5 separate regions of the Mus musculus genome follow, and all the other regions are linked to region 1. A link is a contact called in public HiChIP or PLAC-seq and promoter capture Hi-C data. All regions are on one chromosome and are shown on one strand. The core of a region is the stretch at or near the end of the contact, and the rest is flanking DNA. Distances in the headings are between cores, read along the strand shown. Region 1 holds the start of Rbm8a (RNA binding motif protein 8a). Region 2 holds the start of Car14 (carbonic anhydrase 14). Region 3 holds the start of Mcl1 (myeloid cell leukemia sequence 1). Region 4 holds the start of Anp32e (acidic (leucine-rich) nuclear phosphoprotein 32 family, member E). Region 5 holds the start of Otud7b (OTU domain containing 7B).

The links. Promoter capture Hi-C pulls out the DNA fragments that hold promoters and counts their contacts. HiChIP or PLAC-seq counts read pairs in DNA pulled down with a chosen protein or histone mark.
Region 2: a contact with region 1 is called in a FOXA1 HiChIP or PLAC-seq map of pancreatic cancer cells. The contact joins the promoter of Car14 here to the promoter of Rbm8a in region 1. A contact is called at or near these places in 1 of 39 promoter capture datasets (pre-B cells), 1 of 115 datasets of contacts at active chromatin or transcription factors (pancreatic cancer cells) and 1 of 9 other capture datasets (pancreatic islet).
Region 3: a promoter capture Hi-C map of liver shows a contact between it and region 1, with 4 times the contacts expected there. The contact joins the promoter of Mcl1 here to the promoter of Rbm8a in region 1. A contact is called at or near these places in 2 of 39 promoter capture datasets (both in liver) and 1 of 115 datasets of contacts at active chromatin or transcription factors (pancreatic cancer cells).
Region 4: a promoter capture Hi-C map of liver shows a contact between it and region 1, with 7 times the contacts expected there. The contact joins the promoter of Anp32e here to the promoter of Rbm8a in region 1. A contact is called at or near these places in 2 of 39 promoter capture datasets (both in liver) and 1 of 115 datasets of contacts at active chromatin or transcription factors (neural tube).
Region 5: a promoter capture Hi-C map of pre-B cells shows a contact between it and region 1, with 6 times the contacts expected there. The contact joins the promoter of Otud7b here to the promoter of Rbm8a in region 1. A contact is called at or near these places in 1 of 39 promoter capture datasets (pre-B cells), 1 of 484 Hi-C or Micro-C datasets (B cells), 2 of 115 datasets of contacts at active chromatin or transcription factors (memory CD8 T cells and pancreatic cancer cells) and 1 of 9 other capture datasets (pancreatic islet).

Annotation. Positions count from the first base shown.
Region 1 is chr3:96,628,642-96,631,341 of GRCm38.p6, reverse strand. It overlaps Rbm8a (RNA binding motif protein 8a), which reads right to left and starts at 1,414. Exons shown (of 6, transcript NM_001102407.1): 1 at 1,314-1,414; 2 at 981-1,040; 3 at 788-865; 4 at 340-476. The coding sequence starts at 1,380. It also overlaps the pseudogene 6330549D23Rik.
Region 2 is chr3:95,903,271-95,906,046 of GRCm38.p6, reverse strand. It overlaps Car14 (carbonic anhydrase 14), which reads left to right and starts at 1,362. Exons shown (of 11, transcript NM_011797.3): 1 at 1,362-1,727. The coding sequence starts at 1,673.
Region 3 is chr3:95,657,424-95,660,123 of GRCm38.p6, reverse strand. It overlaps Mcl1 (myeloid cell leukemia sequence 1), which reads right to left and starts at 1,403. Exons shown (of 3, transcript NM_008562.3): 1 at 637-1,403; 2 at 116-363. The coding sequence starts at 1,267.
Region 4 is chr3:95,927,911-95,930,610 of GRCm38.p6, reverse strand. It overlaps Anp32e (acidic (leucine-rich) nuclear phosphoprotein 32 family, member E), which reads right to left and starts at 1,354. Exons shown (of 7, transcript NM_023210.4): 1 at 961-1,354. The coding sequence starts at 1,014. It overlaps Gm46815 (a long non-coding RNA gene), which reads left to right and starts at 1,586. Exons shown (of 3, transcript XR_001783926.1): 1 at 1,586-1,871.
Region 5 is chr3:96,103,236-96,105,935 of GRCm38.p6, reverse strand. It overlaps Otud7b (OTU domain containing 7B), which reads right to left and starts at 1,409. Exons shown (of 12, transcript NM_001025614.1): 1 at 1,117-1,409. Gm30044 (a long non-coding RNA gene) reads left to right here and starts at 1,580. Exons shown (of 2, transcript XR_375856.2): 1 at 1,580-1,748.

The sequences.
Region 1 (2,700 bases), core at 165-2,664:
CTACAAAGTGAGCCCAGGACAGCTAGGGCTCTGTTATACAGAGAAACCCTGTCTCAAGACAAACAAACAAACAACAAAAAGTATCAGAATTTTACTTCACCAACCAAGTACTCTTTTCCTTAAACCAGAAATGCATAGTTACAAGAAAAATTTCGCAGCTATACACCACATATCCCCATTATATACACAAACATGCTCATTCTGTTTCTGTCTCTTTCATGTGGGTAACAAAATCAATTTCCAATGTCATTTCACTTCCTACCTGTGCTTGATCAACTCACAAAAACAACATAATCAATGTATCTAAGAGTTGTAAGTGAGGGAAGCAAGAAAATCTACCTTCAAGTATCCCGTGCGCCTGTCCAAATTAAGGTGAATATTTTTTATTTCCCCATATTCAGCGAATTTGTCATGGATATCTTCTTCAGTGGCTTCTTCGTGGACTCCAGTGACAAAGAGAATCCAACCTTCAACAGCTGTTGGGTAGGGAAAGTGTTGTATGAACATGTAAGCTAAAAAGCCCAGTATTCAGGAGGCAGAGGCAGGCAGATTTGTGAGTTTGAGGCCAACCTGGTCTACAAAAAGAGTTTCAGGACAGCCAGGGCTTAACAGAGAAACCCTGTATCCAAAACAACAACAACAAAAAAACCCAAAACCAAACAAACTAAAAAAGAAAAATTCTGAAAAGAACCTACAATAAGCAATTTTCTGAGACTGGTTAAACAACTCTTTACTTTGCATTTGAGTGCCAGTGCACACAGACTCCCCATAGGTCCTATTTACTTACAGCGCTGTGGTCCAGGTTCATCGCCGTCCTGCTCCACACTGTCGTAATCCTCCCGCATCCGCGCTCGGGACCCCTCTTCTAAAAGAATTCATACCAGATCACCGAAAACTGTCCTCCAAATGTGTCCCCCTCACACTCCCAAATTCGCGGGCTTCTGCCTCTTAGACCACTCTACCCTATTCCCCACACTCACCGGAGCCAAAGCCGCGGCCCTTCCGTTTCTTTGCTTTTTCTTTTAGTTTGTGGATGCTTTCTAGAGTTCCAGGTGAGAAAATAAGAAGCAACAAAAATAAGAGTCATTTGAAAAAAAAAACAAAAAAAACCTGTCGCGTTTCCTAGACTATCTGGAAGCTTCGACACAGACTCCAGCTTCAGTCCCTTCCCAGTTCCGCCCCTAATTCCTTTCCCAAGGGGGAGGAGTCTATCTTTTCAGACCCAGTTCGTGGGGTGACGTCCCAGGAAAATTTCTACTGCATTCCCCTCTCGCACCTTCCCCTCTTCCCGCAGTCGCCTCCACTCTCCTCACCGTCCCCATCCTCATCCATGGCGAAATCTTCGCCCCCCGCCTCGTGAAGATCCAGCACGTCCGCCATCTTGCTTCTCTCGGCGCTTTCTGAGTCTCTAGAAGCTAAGCACCTCGGGAAGCTGTCGCAGAAGAAAAACGTCACGAGTTAGGCTGACCAATTAAAGGTTGCCTCCAAGTCCCGCCCTCGGCGCGGTGAAAATTCGCCAATGTAGGCGGCCCCACTATGAAGCGCTAGAAACGTCCAGCACTCTGGGACCCCGATGGAGCTCTGCGAGTATGAGGCCGTAGGCTACATGGTTTGTGATTGTGTTTTGTTTTCTTTTCTTTTGAGGCAGGGTCTCTCTATATAGCCCTAGCTGGGCTCGAAGTTACAGATATCCAACTATATTCCCCTTCCACATGCTGCTGGGATTAAAAGCCTGTGCTACCACGCCGGGCTCCAAGGCTACAGAATGAGACCCTTTCTCAAAAACATAAAAAGTAAAATAAAGTGGTTTCGGAAGTTCTACAGCCAAGTTGATCAGGTAGATTGAAGGTCCGGAGCGCAGCCGCGTTGGGGCAAATTTAAAGGGTGAGTGAAGTCAGTGACTTTCTCATAAAACTTTCAACTAGCAAGAAATCCTTTGATACATATCTACATATATGGGTTTATTGAAATGACTTACGGGCTGCAGTCCAGCTAATTGGAGAATAACTAGATGTGTCCAGAAAGTCGAAGAATCTAGTATTTGCTTAGTTCCACAAGGCTGGATGTCTCAGCTGGTCTAGAATCCAGAAAAAGTAGGCTCCAGTGCCGGTGAAGAAACGGACTTATGAGCAAGGCAAAGTGCAAAAGTTTCCTTCATCCATGTTTTTATATAGGCTTCAGCAAAAGGTGTGGCCCAGGTTAAAGGTGTGCCTGCCCGCTTTAATCCCAGCACTTGGGAGGCAGAGGCAGGCAGCTTTCTGAGTTCGAGGTCAGCCTGGTCTACAGAGTGAGTTCCAGGACAGCCAGGGCTACACAGAGAAACCCTGTCTCCAAAAACAAAAACAAAACAAACAAACAAAAGATTAAAGAAAAGCCTGTGTCTTCCTGCCTCTAGATGTAGCTCAGAGGTGTTCTTTCCTACCTAAAGTCTGGACTAGAAGTGGATCTACCCACTCCACCAAACAGAAAATCACAGGTGTGCCCCTCATTTCTGGATTTGTAGTTCATTCCAGAGAGAGTAAGCCTGACAACTGAGAAGAACCATCTCAGGTGTTTTTGTTTTTGTTTTTTTTCTTTTCAATACAGGGTTTCTCTGTGTAGCTCTGGGTGTCCTGGAACTCACTCTGTATTTCGAGGCTGTCCTCGATCTCAGAAATCCGCCTGTCTCTGCCTCCCAAGTGCTGGGATTAAAGGCATGTG
Region 2 (2,776 bases), core at 113-2,612, 730 kb after region 1:
AGCGATAAAACGTTGTGTGTGTGTGTGTGTGTGTGTGTGTGTGTGTGTGTGTGTATTTTAAATATATATATATATTTTTAAAAAGTCCTTACTCTGAAGCTCAGTCGTGGGACAGAAAAGCACTCTGAGCTCCTGTCTCCGCAGGAGTGATGACCTGGCACATGCATTATTCTGTTCATTTGGCTTTTATCCCGTGCCCTTGTTTGGCTTCTGCTCCTTTGTTTTGGCTATTTATTGCTACTTGATAGGAGTAAGGAGGGCAGAAAGACCTCACAGAGGTTATGGAGGAGAGATTTCACCATCTAGCTTGAAATTATCTGTGGTCTTCACACTCACTAATGAGGGACTTAGGATGTACATTCCGATCGGGATTTCTAGTCCCGTGGGGGAGCGCACACCAGCCACATTCCTGAGACGCCACGCAGCCTCCATGCTCCACTAGCAAACTCAGTTCCACCACAGCAAGTTTCACTTGATCCCACAGGACCTGCCTGGACCCTTTGTTGGGTGGGCGGGAAGCCCCTGGACCCCTCACCCACCTGGTCACATGGCCTTTCTATGGCCCCTCCCCTCTCTTTCTTTGGAGTCCGCCTTTTTCTCATGGTGACAGTAATTGTTTCTACAGTCACCCATCACTCCTCCTGCCCGGCCTCTCTGCTAGGGGTCAGTGTCCTCTTCAGTGACAAAAGGCGCCCTAGATCTGGGCTCCCTGGGGAGGGAGGTGGCTGGATCTGGTAGTTAGAATGCTGTCTCTCCCTGGTGCTGCGACAACCCCTCCCCCGCTGTGCACACAAATGGGCTTTATCCGGCAAACAAAACCGCACCCCCACCCCAGGCTACACAGGCACGTGGACCTAAGCCTCACCAAGGGAAGGGGGTGGTGACAGGCGCCAGAGAAAGACGAGGCAGAAGACAAATATTCTCCTCGCCCCACTTCTTGCTCTCCACAATCCAGATTTTAAAGTTTGACTTTCCACTCCCCACCTGCTCCCTGAGCCTCCAACTTCTGTTCTCCTATCTCCCGAATCTGAATTCTTTCTGGTTCCAACCAGCTCAACTTCTCTTGGTTTCAGAAACAGGTTCCCCACCAGCAGTCCCATACCACCCAGGGATGTGCTCCTCAGGCAGGGGAATGAGAACACGGTGTCCTGGGAGGGAGAGGTGCGAAACCCCCCTTCCCTGACCGAGAGTTCCAGGGGACACCCGTACGAGCGGCAGTGTAAATAGCAAAGGAAGAGCTCACTCCAGGGTCCTGAGCCAAGGCCAGGGCGCTGGGCTCTGCTGGGCCATCCTGCATGCCTAATCCGCTATTTAAGGAGCTGCTCGGCTGCAGCCCAGGCACCACCCCCCTCCTCACGTACACCGGTTTCGAGCCACCTTAAAAGCGGGAGGCAACTGTGAAGTTGCTGGCCAGTAAGTGGTGTGGAGATTACGAAGGGACATACGGAGAGGGCAGAGAGAGGAAGAGAGAGAAAGTGAGAGAGGAAGAAATTTATCCTGGGATCCAGAAGTTCGTGTTAACCTGTGGAAAATCAAGTCCCTGGAAGTCTGCAGAGACAGAGACAAGAAGAAAAGAGATAGAACGCCAGAAACTCCTCTCTCTCCCTCCCTCTCCACCTCTCTCTTCTAAACCCCAAATTCCTGGTCCCTTGTACCCCATTGTGGGGATAATATGTTGTTCTTCGCTCTCCTGTTAAAGGTGACTTGGATCCTGGCTGCAGATGGGGGTAGGTACAACTGGGTCTGTGCTAATGTCCACCCGTAGCCATGTGTACTTATGTGGGGGAGGAGAGGTTTCAGAAAGGGAAGCCTAGGGGCTGGGGGGTAGGGGGGGGAGGCATGGGGTGGGAGAAAGACTATGGAGGAGATCCTTCCATTCTTTTCCTTTTCCTCTCTAACCCAGCGATTACTGCTATCTCTGCGACAGGGAGAGCTAGCCAGAGGCCAGTGTGTGAATGCTCAGGAGTGTAGGACACTCGGCCAGCTACAGTTCTCCAGTCCACTCTTTCCCCACTGCCCTAGTCCCGGGCAGCCCTCCTGCCCGTCTTTGTTTACGCACTCTGCTGGTTAGGGAGAGCAGGGGTGAGAAGGGACACGTGCTGCAGTCCTGCCCGACTCAGACCCCGACCCTCTGCTGATCAAAGGATAACTCCATTACCTGCCAAGGGGCAGGGGCAGCTGGTCCATTTCCCTGAAAGGAACACGACTAAACGTTTGCTCAGCTCTTTATAGTGTACAAAGGGCTTTCAGGATTAGGAGAGAGGTGGGGAGACGTTGGAGAAAACAAGCTAAGTTGTTTCTGGAACGCCTGAAGGATTCCCACAACTTTTTTTGTTGTTATTGCTTATTTTTATTTACTTTTTTTTTTGAGACAAGGTTTCACGTGGCCAGACCTATCTCAAACTCACTCTGTAGCTGAGGTTAGACCTGCTTGGCTCTGCCTCCCCATGCCTGGTTTCTACACCCTGTTTTTGTGCTTCTCAGGCCCCATTCTGTATCCAGCACATAGTAGGTGAGGGATTAAAGTTTATTGGAAGGACGAGGTGGGGGGGGGGATTATCTAGAAAGCGAGAGGAAGATGGGACCAAGGGATCCAAAAGAAAATGAGGAGTCACAAATCTCTTCTGAGAAGAAACAATTTGGAAAGAGGAAAAAAGAGGCATTAGAATCAGCTCAGAGCATTTCACAGGAAGGGCAGGGCACCTTCACAACAGCCAGAGAACTCTAGTTGTTGGAGTATCCTAAAGAGATAGTGAAGGAGGGGTGGGGGGGAGCT
Region 3 (2,700 bases), core at 154-2,653, 970 kb after region 1:
TTAAATCTGAAACCGGAGAGAAACTTTGTAAAAACCCTCTAGGTGCCTTCTCCTTCACAAAATCCTGCACCCCATTTCCACTCCACGGTCCCTTTATATCACAAGACGAACTTACCCAGCCTCTTTGTTTGACAAGCCAGTCCCGTTTCGTCCTTACAAGAACATCTGTGATAGTTTCTGCTAATGGTTCGATGAAGCTTTCTTGGTTTACGCTCTTTAAGTGTTTGGCCACAAAGGCACCGAAAGAAATAAGAGTCACAATCCTGCCCCAGTTTGTTACGCCATCTTTGAAAACATGGACCATTACTCGAGAAAAAGATTTAACATCGCCTTCGTTTTTAATGTCCAGTTTCCGGAGCATGCCTGAGAAGAAAAGCAAGAAACCTCATGGCCTCCTTTGTCTGCAGCGGGGCACTACCCTTCTGCCCACCCACGACGAGGGGACCGTGCTCTCCCGGCTCTAGAGCAGTCAGGCAGACCCCACGCCGACAGTGACATCCCACCCTTTCCGGTCTTTGAACCCAACAGCCAGATGGGCGGAAACAATGACTCACAGCCAGAAAATTCTGGTTGCAGAGCCAGGCTCCGGCTCTTCCCTCTTCCCGCACGGCCCGGCCCGGCCCGGGCGCCGCTTACCCTGGAAGGCCGTCTCGTGGTTGCGCTGCACGCCGTCGCCCACGCGCCGCAGGGTCTCCAGCGCTCTCCGGCCCGCCGCGCCCGCCTCGCCCAGAGGCTTCGAGTCCTTGGAGCCGGTCGCCTGCTCCCGCAAGTAGCGCGAGATGATCTCCAGCGACTGGCGGTATAGGTCGTCCTCTTCCTCCTCGGGCGGCGGCGGCGTGGAGGGCAGAGAGCCGTCGGCCCCGGAGCTCTTGGCCGCCTCGCTCACGCGCTCCAGGAGGGGCAGCACGGCCGGGCGCTTGCCGATGGCCTCCGGCTCGCAGCCGTCCAGTTCCTCCTCCGGAGACACGATGGCGGCGGCGGCCGACGCGGCCATCTCCTCGGGCGGCACGGCGAGGAGGCCGGGCGACTTATGCAGCCGCCTTTCGGCCGACGCGGTGACGTCGGGGTCCTCGGCGCCCACGGGCGGCGGCCGGGCGACCACCCGCGCGCCGGGCAGCAGGGCGGCCTCCCCTCCCCCCTCGCGCCGCGCCTTGGCCTCCTCGGCCACCAGGCGCGCCCCTGCCGGAGAACCGCCGCCCGCGCCGAGGCTGGCGCCGCCGCAGTACAGGTTCAAGCCGATGACCGCGTTTCTCCGCAGGCCAAACATGGTCGGACGCCGCAGGCTGAGGGGAAGGAGCGGGGAAGGCCGCGACTCCAGACCGGAGGCAGGCGGAAGTCAGGAGTGAGGAAGGCCGTTCCCTGCCGCCGCCTTAGGGCCGTGCTGACGCAGGCGAGGACTTCCCGTAAAAGGGGAAAGGGGCGGGCGTTTCCGGAGGGCTGGCCCGGCCACTCCGCGCCTCTTCCGGCCGGAGCGCTCTCGCGGCTTCCGCGGCTACGGTTGGCGGAGCGCGGTACCTGGCCTTGGCTCGCGGACGGATTGTGCTTTTTTGTCCGGTACAACTCTCAGCCCGGCTGGCCAAGTGCTTGGCTTCCCGGGGAATGGTTCCTGCTCGGGAACGCCTGCTGATCTGTGTCGGTTTTTGAATTTCAAGCTGCCCTGGAACTCTGCATAGCCCAGGCTGGTCCTAACGTTAGGCAGTCCTGCCTTAGCCTTTCTCGTTGCACTACCTGCTGTGTTTTTATAACATACCAGTCTTAAACACTTTTTTGTTTGTGTGTATTTGTGGTTGTGTGCCTGCCTCCAGGTGGGTGCTGGGAGTTAAACCCTGGAAGAGCAAACCAGGGAGGGCATCTCCAGTCTCATACACAAAGGAATATTAACCATTGATTTGCTTAAAAGTTAGGGGGAGTCCTGCTCTGTCATTTTTCTACTGTGAGCCCTCACTCCCTGTGTTCCAAAATGACTTTCCGTTCCGGTTTTTTTTGTTTTTTGTTTTTTGTTTTTGTTTTTTTGTTTTTCGAGACAGGGTTTCTCTGTGTAGCCCTGGCTGCACTGGAACTCACTCTGTAGATCAGGCTGGCCTCAAACTCAGAAATCCTCCTGCCTCTGCCTCCCGAGTGCTGGAATTAAAGGCGTGCCCCACACTGCCTGGCCAAAATGACTTTTCATGGACAGCTATTAAGGGGTTATTTATGTGGAGCCTGTGAAAGATTCAACTGGTGAAAGGCTCCTGAAACCCAGCCCTAAAGACCTGAGTTCAATACACAGAACCCACCTAACAATGAAGGAGTGAGACCACTTTCCAGAGTTGACCTCTGGCTGCCAGAAGAGCCTAGCTCCCTACCCTATCCCCAAACAGTAAAAGTCTAAAATATGAGCCATTTATGGTGGCTAGGCCTATAGCTCAATTGGCAGAAGAGCTTGCCCAGGCCTGGGGAGGCAGAGGCAAGAGACTCAATTTAAAACTCATTTTTGGCTACATGATGAGCCTGCTGTCTAAAATGAACAAAGGATGGTTACGGGAGTAACTCAGTTGGTAGAGAATTTGCCTACCCTTGTAGAAGTCCTGGGTTGATCCCCAGCACCATATAAAACGGTGAAGATCTTTGGTGGACTGGTTAGACTTAATATCAACTTGACACAAGCTGGAATTCCATGGACTGGCGGTCCTGGGTTCTGTAAGAAAACAGGCTGAGCAA
Region 4 (2,700 bases), core at 105-2,604, 700 kb after region 1:
CTGACAGCTTTCAACTTTTGAGTTTTTCTAGAATCTTCTAAGAAGCTCTAGAAAACTTCCATTGCTCCCAGAGATAACCCTCACAGCAACAATGTTTCCACCACCTCTCTCTCGCCTCCAGTCACCAAAACCCGCAAAGGAACCACGAAAATCAGCAGGGCTCAGGGACCGTTGGCTCTGCATGATAACTGTGGAGGCCCGGCAGATGCCCGCCTTTGAGCGGGCGTCAAGGGACCACGGCGGCGCGGACCCCTTGTCCCTCGATTTCACGCCGCGGCCGCGAATCAGCGAGCCTGGTCCCCGCCCGCCGCGGCCAATCTCCAGACCCGCGGACCTGGCGTAAACCGCTAGGGAATCCGACGGCGGGGAGTCGGGGCGACGCCTCCCGGGCCCCCTTCAAGACTCGGGACTCTTCCCTACGACCGCACTGAGCGCAGCGAGGCTCGCACAAGCCTCCAGCTTGCGTAAAAGTCCGCGCGCCACGCGGATCGCGGCCCGCGCCGTCGGGTCCCGGGATTCCGCTGCGGCCCCGGCCGCGGCGCGTGCTGCCCGCGAGCGGGCACGGTCGGAGGGAGCGTGGGGCACAGATCGGCGCGAGTCCCACACCCGGGGCCGCGGCCGGCCGAGTGGCGGCGCCGCGGGAAAGTTACACCAACTTCGCAGGTGGCGAGGACCCGGGGGTCGCGCCCACGCCGCCCGCGCCCGCGATGCCGGGCCACCAGTCTGCGAGGACGCCATGGGGCTGAGCCCCCGCGCGCTCACGAAAATGCCCCTAGAAACTTAAGCCCTTCGCCATTTTAAGCACAAGAGCCTGGTGATTTAAAACTTAAAATAAACACCCCGCCTCCACCCCAAGTGGGGGCGCGCTTCCCAGCCCGCCCTGCGCACCCACCCGGACCCCCGAAGCCCACCCCTCACGATCCAGGGCGGGAGGGGACTATGGGGGCTGAGTCATCTCACCTCCTCCGGGGCTCTGTTCTTCAACTCCATGTTAATCTTCTTCTTCATCTCCATGTCCTCCTCCTTTCCCCTCGCCTGCCCTCCCCACTATCCCCAACCCTAAAAAAACCTCTAAAGGTCTGGAGATGAATGAAAAGAGACGCAAAGACGAACGCCCACTACCACACGGGTGTGGGAGAGAAAGAAAAGAATAGCAAATGGAGTCCGACGACTTGGGACTAACTCGGCTGCCCCCACCTCCGAGTCCACACACCCGCGCGCGCACACTCGGGCACGCACACACTTTCACACAGAGAGAGTGAGGGAGAGAGACACGCGCGCGCCCGCAGTTCCTTCCCCTTCAATGGCTGCTGCGAGACTGAGCCTCCATGACACGGCACCGCCAACCCCCCCTAGCCTACACTCCACCCACCTCCCAACGGGATTGGTCGAGTCCTTAGCGTCACACGACTCCATTGGGCTAGAGGGTTGTCCATTTGTCTTTAGGGGGGACCTGGACCAGAAACTCAGTGTCTATTGGCTCTGACTAGGCGCGCAGTTAATTCCGATAGGTTCGGGAGGATGTACGTCCCGGAGAAATGATTTTGAATCCCAGTCGCCCCCCTCCTTTTCTTTGTGTGATTGGCGCGCTTTCCCCTTGGTAGTAGGACGGTTTGGGTGTCTGTTGGGTTTGTTTTTGTTTGTTTGGGGTTTTTCTGGCTTCAGGGTTAAAAGGAAGGGAAAAGGCGTCGTTGGCATCCCCAAGTTGTAAGTGGGTCATGCAACACACTGCACCCAGAGCTTTCGGTGGTCTTAAAGCACAAGCCTTCTGCTCTGCGGCTAAAGTGTAAGCAGGGGCGCGAGCGCGAACAGCGTGTTGGTGACACCTCCCCGTCCCGAACTGCTTGTAGAACCAGAGCGTGATAAAGAAGGTATTTTAACTTCCAACATAAAGGGGGGAACGGCTCTGAAAGCAGAGTTGAGTTTAGCACGTTGAGTCAGAAGCCTTTAAATAAAACTGTCCAGGAGGAGTTGATACTGAGGTCATTTGTCACTGCTAAAAAGTTGGAATATTAGAGCCAGCCGCGGTGGCACACGCCTTTAATCCCAGCACTGGAAGGCAGAGTCAGGCAGATCTCTGAATTCGAGGCCAACCTGGTCTACAGAGCGAGTTCCAGGATTACACAGAAAGGGGGGTGGGGTGGGGAGAGACTGTTTCCAAAAGACAGAAAAACAAACAAACAAAATTGACACCTTAGAGGAAAAATAACACAGGCCTAAAGAAACACAATTATCAGAAACTGTCCAGCAAGGCCTCTCCTTTCCTACAGGAATCTACTTAAAATGTTCTTTTAAGTGTGAGGGGATGGAGAGGCAATGACCTCTAGCAGAGGTTCCACCCTGGTTCGATTTCTAGCACCCATATAGTGGCTCATAATCACCCATAACTACAATGCCAGGAAATTCAGAGGCATCCTCCGGACTCCACAGGCCACAGGCACAGATGCATTGTGTGTGCGTACGTGCAGGCAAAACACACGGATATGCAAAAACAAAATAAGTAAATTAAAAACAAAACCAAAACTTTTTTTTTCTGTTTAATGTTCCTGAAAGATCCAACATTCCTTTAATCATAGCCCTCAGAAGGGAGAGAGGGGCAGATCCACAGTCATCTACTAAGTAAATCCAAGGCCAGCCTCTGTCACAAAATAACAATAACAACAGAAACTATGTAATTATTTCTTTTAGATTCCTTTTTCT
Region 5 (2,700 bases), core at 160-2,659, 530 kb after region 1:
GAGTCTTCTTACCACCACTTCTCCTTATTTTTCTTATCCACCTGACAGGTTTTGAGACACAAAGGGATCCAGCATCCTAAAAGACCTAAGTATATTGTAGGAAAAGCCAAAGACCCACAAATTACCAGCTTCTAAATAAAACACCCTATGTAGTATTCACAAAAAGATAAAGAAAGCCAAAGTCAAAGCGGGTTAGCGATTGGCTTTGCAGTCATGAAAATTCCCTAAGGGGAAAAAAAAATTTGGGGGAGGGGGAATAACCTCTTAGATCAAATCTCACCAGTTCGCTTCTCTCAACTTCCCCATTTTTACATGTGTCTTGTGCCCAGAAAAGACACCTATGTTAGACTGACACTCTATCACCAGAGAAGAGAGACAGACTCTGAGGGCTGGTCCTTGTGAGCCGACAGGCTAAAAATACGCCGGCCCAGTAAACAAATCCCATTCCATCTCAACAGGAGCCACACCGTTAACCTAGTAATTATGAGAAGAGTGCGATCACACAGCCCCCAGCTTACTCATCATCAGCTTCTAAAGTTTCCATCAGCGCACAGAAACTTTTTTTTTCTGAAGTCCATAAGCCTGCCCTAGAATTTCTACACCTACACTCACCACAGTCTCTCTCTCCTCTCTCCTCTCTCCCCTCTCCCTCTCTCTCTCCTCCCTCCCTACCCCCCTTCCTCCATTACTGGACGCACCTCAGTTTGGCTATCGTTAAGAACAAACTTGGCTTTTCTTTTTTACTTTTATAGTGACTTTAAAAGAACTTTATCCTACTTGGGGGGGGGGGGCTGCATCTAGACCACCCTAAAACTCCGCCATCCGTCTCCCAAAGTCTAGCTGACAAGAGGGGACTATCCAAACTGCCCAGCACAGCTGGGGAAGGGACAGGAACCGCCGGCCAGGGCTGAGAGCGCAGGACGCAGGTGAAAGATTGGCGTGAAGGAGGAAGGTGGGGACCAAGCAGAGAGCGGGTGCTCAGGGGGAGATGGCTTCAGGTGAAGTCTCGTCAGAGAGAGTGAGCAGTGGAGCTCGACGACGCAGAGTTGGGGCGCTGGAGAGGCGGGAGGAGCGGGGAGGAGATGGGGAGGGTGTCAGGGCTGGGGTCTCCGTTACCCTCGCGACTCTCGGGGCAAGGCTCTAGGCCGGGGCGGAGCGCGGGGCCCGGCCGCCTCGCCTCATTCCTCGGCAGTGACCCCGGGGTCCAAGCGGCCCCTCCCCCGACGACGATGGAGGCGGAGGCGGACACTGCGACCGCGGCTGTTGCTCTCCACAGGAGATAGAGCTGGAGCCAAGCCGGGACTGACCGGAGCTGGCCTCTTCCCAATGGCTTTCCGCCGGCTCCTCCACACCGGGTCGCCACTCCGACTCCAGCGGCTGGTTCAGGATCGGTGGCTTTCGGCCGTCCGGCCGGAAACAAGCGCCCGTTTCCGGCCGGAGCGGGTTGGCGGTGACACCCTAGCCGCCCCCGGGCCTCCTCCCGCCCGGCGCGGCCGGCCCCGCCCCGTCCCGCCCCGCCCCTCCCCGCAGCAGCCCCGCCCTCGGGACCGCTTTGGGGCTGTGGCCGGTTTGGCGCTTGCCCGGCGCGTGACCCCGCGCGTTTTTGGCTCGCGTCCCCGAGCCCCCGGGCGGAGGCACTTTTGAGCGGGAGCTGGGAGCTCGGCATGGACTGTTAAGACTTTGGGGTCGCATCAGTTGGCGCCAGCCCTAAGGGAAGAAATGGAGACTGGCGGAGTAGCTTTCGAAAGGTGAGAAGGATAAAAATACTTGAGAAGGTTGAAATTCTAGTTACTCCACGCAATCCTGGACCAACCAGACTGAATTGAACATCGCTTCTTACAAACCAGCCCCACCCAGCTATGCATTCCCCTTGTTCCTTCACTCTTGACGTGAACGTACCCTTTGCTATATTCACTTGCATAACAATACTCCCTTAGTAACATCCCTGCCACAGTCAGTTTTTTAGTTAATGTTGTAAAAACACATTGTCAATGTGTTTTTACAACATTACAGCATAACTCAATGCCTTTACTTATTGAAGCCCTACTGTTGTAAAAGCACTGTATTCTGGAAGACTGGAAATAGAAAACGCAACAAGACATAAATCCCAAGCATCAGCAATCTAACAATTTAGTATTAATAGAATTCACTGAAATATTTTATATAAAGCAAAACAAACATATATGTCACGGAGGTTACAATGAGCTGTGCCTAGGAGCACACAAACAAGCCATCTCAGCCTTTCATGTTTGTAAAGGAATATGGACTGCTTCCAGAAGAACTACTTTATTGAAAACACAAAAATGGGCCCAGCTTATGCTATACTCTAACCAAATGAATCCTAAAATTTAACTCAGATCTCTAGAATCCACACATTCAAGGCAGTGTTTATTATCAAAATTATGTTCACTGGGTTTATGTAAAAGCATAATGCAGTTGGCTCTTCATTTTCCTCAGTATTCGCTGAGAATTTTGGTTTCTAATGGGGAAGGATAGAGCACAGAATTATCCAGACTAGGAACTGACACCTGAAACAGGAAACCCACTGGAAAAATACCCTTAAGTTTAGAGTTGAAAGTTTAGGGCTGAACCTAAGGCCACGTATACATGTCTCAGCCAAGCAAAGTAGCTGGTGCCTTTGGAAGATACCACAACTTACAATGCAACTTAGCAAGCCAGAGCTTAGAAGATCCAGGGAGT